Linked DNA regions of Hordeum vulgare: region 1 is linked to region 2. Evidence: chromatin contacts called from public Hi-C data. All regions are on one chromosome and are shown on one strand. Each heading gives the region's core, a stretch centred on a gene start, on an enhancer-like site or on the middle of the called end of the contact. The rest is flanking DNA. Distances are from core to core; before and after follow the strand shown. Region 1 holds the start of LOC123427669 (galacturonokinase). Region 2 holds the start of LOC123427667 (nuclear pore complex protein NUP88).

What was found. A called contact is a pair of places that touch in the nucleus more often than the background predicts.
Region 1: a contact with region 2 is called in a Hi-C map of seedling, with 2.0 times the contacts expected there. The contact joins the promoter of LOC123427669 here to the promoter of LOC123427667 in region 2. A contact is called at or near these places in 2 of 6 Hi-C or Micro-C datasets (leaf and seedling).

What each region holds. Positions count from the first base shown.
Region 1 is chr2H:604,440,515-604,443,214 of MorexV3_pseudomolecules_assembly, reverse strand. LOC123427669 (galacturonokinase) reads right to left here and starts at 1,252. Exons shown (of 14, transcript XM_045111763.1): 1 at 1,053-1,252; 2 at 133-246. The coding sequence starts at 1,106.
Region 2 is chr2H:604,218,434-604,221,133 of MorexV3_pseudomolecules_assembly, reverse strand. It overlaps LOC123427667 (nuclear pore complex protein NUP88), which reads left to right and starts at 1,399. Exons shown (of 9, transcript XM_045111762.1): 1 at 1,399-1,902. The coding sequence starts at 1,486.

The DNA of each region.
Region 1 (2,700 bases), core at 3-2,502, 220 kb before region 2:
ATACCAAGGCATGCTGAATGTACATCTGAATTCTAGCATTCAATAACATATACTCCAATGCTGCAGTAAGATATATTGCATATCAACAGTAAGTATAAGCATGATTTAACGCTATCAAGTAATTACAGTTACCTGATGATCAATGTGGGCCCCCAGAGGACAAATCCTGTAGGGGCAAGCAACCACCCTAACCTCTCTCGCATCTCGTCCGCTAATCTCAACCACATTCTTCCGCACAATATCGAGCTGCACCACCAGAAACATCAATAATAAGATAAACCCGAGGCTGATACGCATTCATAAGATGAACTTAAGTTAGCAGCCTGCTCTAACATGTAATTTCATAACCAATATATATAATTGCATAAGTTGAATGGATTCCATGTCATGCAGTTGCCACTGAATCAATTTGATTTCGTTCATCCGATTAGTTATACCAAACTTTGAGCCGGTAGGAAGCTCTAAAATCTCCAGGCGTTCGAAAAGTACAGCAGATCGTGGTCCTACTGGAGCCATCCACATCAGCAAGTTATCGCGTAGCCGAAAAAACAGGTGCAGATCCGTGCGTTCCCTCCCCCACATGTCTTCGGCAAAGCACCAACACGACACTACTTTATCCCCCAAAAAAGTGCATTAATTCAGAAATAACCACCACTCTGCAAATTATGTCGGCACCACATTAATTCCGAGCAATCAATCATCGGTGTACCACTAGCATCGACCGCATACATCCGTTGGGGGAATTTCTTCTACTAACAGTAAAAGTTCGTTTTCGACGCCCGCGCTAGAGAAATGCAAAGGAAATTAAACGGGGCCGATTAGCTAGCCTAGCAGGTAGCGTACGGGTTCAGAGTTCAGGCGGCTACTCACGACCAAGCAAATGGGGAAGCGCGGATCGAGGCTTGAACCCTAGGCAAATCCCCAAACATCCCGAAGTTTACGGGGCCGCGAGATCGAGAGCGCCGACAGGCGACATGCGGCAGCCGCGACGGCCACAGCGATCGATCGTCCAGGCAATGCGGGTGGGGGTGGGGGTGGGGGCCTTTCCTTACCTCCTCCTCCGACGGCCACCGCGACGGCGACCCTCCTCCAGCCGGCGCCACCATTCCTCCGCCGCCGCCGCCGCCGCCGCTGACCTAGCCGCTCGCCGCTCGCCGCTCGCCGCAGGTGGTGGTGGTGGCCGTATGCGAGTGGCGCGGCCGCAGTGTGCGCGGGGCGGCGTGAGGTGGCGTGTGCGCGTTTGTTTCTTTCCGCCTTCGGTCGAGCGCGCGTGAGTTGTTTAATAATCTCTGGCTTGGCCCCGCCGTCGCGCTGTCAGTCAGGCCAAGGTGGGTGTACTAGGGTGATGGCGATTTGTTGGTTGTTGATCACGGGATCGCCGCCGTTCAAGTCCGCGCGGACGGCCGGATGGATCGTGCGCGCATCTGTGACAACTACGTCCAACCGCTGCGATTTTCTGAACGAACGACAGTGATCCGCGTTGCGGGCGCACCAAAATATGTTACACTATTTTTCTTTCCTGAGGGTACGGAAAGAAGTTGTACTGTCATTATTTTTTTAAAAACTTTTAATATATTTATCTCTGATTACGACGATACAAGAGACATAAAAATAATAATATATACCTTATATATATACTAGCACAAATGCCCGTGCGTTGCAACGGAAGAAAAATAAAAAAAGCACGTACGTAAGGTCTTAGATTATAAAATATGTACAAAGAATATCATGTCCAAAGATTATAACATTTAGATGCTTAAGTTAACATGTTACAATACAAATAGTCGGTACGAAATAAAGACAAATATTAATTAGCATTGTATCCTAAATAGTATTTTTTTTTTAATATTTAATATGTAAAATAACAACATATTCAAACTCTACACATTTTTCTAATCAAGTTTCATATATAACATGTTTAAATTGGATTTACGGTTTAAAAGATATTGTTATTTAAAAATACATATTTATTCTGAATGGACTTCGAGGTTATTAACGCATATGTGAGGGATGTATGTAAAAAATTTAAAAAACGATTCGTTCTGAATATAATTTGGACTGCGGGTTATTTAGCACGAAAGTAAGGGGGTTTTGTGTAAAATGTGAAAAAACGGTTCAGCCTCACTTAAAAACGTACCGCGGGTTAATTAGATGAAACTACAGGGGTGTTTTTGCAAAATGCCACAACGGACGCCAGAAGCAGTGCGTGCTTTATTATTAGGGGAGATATACCTCTATAATAAAGAGGATATTGCTTTCGTCGGAAAATCCACCACGATATTTTTATAAAAAAGCCCCTGTAATTTTTGTTATTCAACCCGCAGTTCAAAACCGTTTTGTTCATGAACGACCCAAGCGCACCTAATAATAATTAAAAACGAACGTCGTTCTCCGCATGATCTCGCCTCGCTTGACCAGTTTCGGACAAGGACTCTCCAGGAGCCCCGAAGCATCACGACCCGATCCATGACTATATAAATTAACACCAGTCAATATATCAAGCCTCGAAACTCCTCGCTACAGAAATCACCTGTCGCTCCCCAGGCAACTGCGTGTTCAGCCACGCTCATCTTCCTCCCCATCGGCTATAGGTCAGGAAGTCCTGAAATCTTAAAAAAATAATCATTGGTGCGACTCCACGCCACCGAGCTCGCCCGCGGAGAATCGATATCTACTCCCCTCCCTCGCCTGTGAGTCTCA
Region 2 (2,700 bases), core at 150-2,649:
TTCCCACTCGACTCGCCTTCTTTCTCTAGTCAACTCATCATAAAAAAATGTGCATTTCTTTCGCAGATAAACTTTTTCTGTAGTTGTGCATGCGCTCCCGTCGAGTTCGTTGCTCCCCCGACGCTGCTCATAACACCCTCACCTATTCACCATGTCCAGCTAACAAAAATCTAAAACAAAAAAAATTCATATTTGGTTGGAGCAAAAAAAAAAGCCGATTCCAGCAAACTTAGTGGCGCTTCGAGCAAAAATCTCAAGAGCAAAATGTTAAGGTAGTCGATTGTACCGAACAAAATAGCATGTTCCAGCAAAAAAGATCAATCGGTTCAGTAAACTTAGTGATGGTTCAAGTAAAAATCTCAGCAGCAAAAAAATTAAGGTAGTCATTGCACCAAACAAAATAGCCATAGCTCCAGCAAAAAAATACATTGGTTCAAGCAAAATTAATCTTAGAAACAAATACATTGGGCCGATTGTAGCAAAAATAAGCCTGTTCCAGCCCAAACAAATGTTGGTTCTAGAAAAAAAAATGTGTCGCGGGGCGAGGGCGCATCGGGTTACAGCATCAAGGAATACTGGTTCCAATATTGCCGTGTGCTGGTTGTAGCTTCCCAATCGGTTGGTCCTGGCACCTATAGAATCTTTACCTTGCCGGTTGTAGCTCACCCCATGAACGGCTCCAGCACATCCACCATCGCCCGGATGCAACTCTCATCGATGATGGTTCCTGCACACGGGGGACCCCCCATGTCACATCACTGTGTGCCTTCATACGGAGTGCAACTCACAGCAGCCCTGGCAACCACTGGCCACAACATTGTTGCAAAACCAAAGTGGTGGTGGCCATGGCCGTTGTTTCATATCTGAATGACAGGGAGATGGATTGTCGTTGGAGATGGGTGGAAAGGGCTTGGAGTAGGTCCACTCGCGGGCCGGAGGCTGTCAACGGCGATGGTCAGCCCGACATCCCAACCGAATTTCAGCAAACCTCGGAGGCCCAAAGGCGAGGAACGGAGCAACGAGTGTTGAGAAAGGGATATGAAGAAAGTGAAGATAGACACTGGCATGGAAAAGGACCGGACACTCGTCTAACGCTTGGGTTGTTTGTGTGGCGTTTGATTCATCACGATTCAACGATGCGTGTTGGACCATCGTGAGCATTAGGTCGGCCAGCCTGTGGGATATTTCTTTTTTTAGAAGGCATTTTTTTAGGCAAATTTAGAATATACTGTTATCAGCAACACAAGGTTCCATATTGTTATCGTAAAAAAACAGCATCCACATAGCCTTTTTTTTTTGAGGATTGCATCCACATTTGTTTTTTGAGCCGCTCACATCGGAAAGAGCCCGTGTGCTCCCGAAGCCTATACAGGGAGGCCCCCTAAAAGCCCAACAAGACGCCCACTCCCCTCTCCCTCCCGCAAACCTCAAACCCCACGACCGCTCCGCCCTCTCCGACAGCAGCGAAGCGCAACCTCGTCGGCGATGACTCGCATCACGGCGCCGGAGCTGTCGCCCTCGCCCCCGGACTCCCCGCCTCCCGCCCGCCGCTCCCCGGCCCCGGCGACCCCGTCCTCCCGCCGCCGCCCCTCCCCGTCCCCGTCCCTCGCGCTCACCCCCTCCTCCGCCTCCACTTCCGCCACCTCCTCGAGGCCCAGGCCCCGGCCCTCGCCCAAGAGGACCTACTCGCCGGCGCAGTGGGTCCCCGTCTCCTCCCACCCCGCCTTCGCGCTCCGCGGTGCCCTGGGCGGCGGCGGTGCCGCGTGGGATGCCGCCGGGTCGAGGCTGTACGTCTGGGACCCTTCGGCGCGCGGCGCCCACCGGGTGTCCGTGCGGATTCGCGACGCCGAGGCGGAGAGGGACGGGGAGGAGGTCGCCGTCGAAGCCGCCGTGCCTTCCGAGGTGAAGTGAATTCCCCCCTGGCTGCTTTTTAGTACTAGCAAAGGCCCTGTGAAATGCTAGGGATAGGCAAACGTTCCCCCCGTCCTCTAGTCACTAGGTCAGACCGTCAGAGGCATACATGTGAGAATCTAAATTGGTGATTATGGGAATTTGCAATTCGCTAGTACCTCTGTCCTGTGTGTGAACAAAAATGGGGAGAAACTTCTCTGTGTGATGTTGTGCAACTGGACATTGTGTGTGGAGCATTTGGATTTCTTAGTGTCGGGTCGTGTGTTAACTCAGGTAGTACTGTTTGCTACTCCAGGTACATCCTTTCCAAGAGGTTTGTACTGTGATGTAGGAAATATAGTGCGTCATATCCTCTAATTTTTACAAATGTGAAGTCGATATTATGATGTGCGATGGGCACTGGGTGGGAAAGAAGATGGGTCTACCTTCCCCTATATTTGTAAGGAGATTGGGTTTTAAACAGTTCGATAACATTAAAGTTTCTCTGAGCTCATTTCTTATGTAGTACAGTAGTATATAGTAATATAACTATGTAAAATAACTTTAGGCATCAAATGGTATACTATATCAGCTTCCATGTTTCTAGGCATGAAAATGCACCACCTAAGTTGTGCATTTTCACGTTTTAGAGATTTGACGAGAACATACATGGGGGAGGCTGAGGCATAATTGTACATTTCTTATTTGCATGTGAACTAAGGCTGCAAAAGAAATTCATTGATTCTTTCCTCATAGTGGGGAAATTTCCATTCCTGGCATAGTGATATAATAGCTTTTTCTGGAATGTGT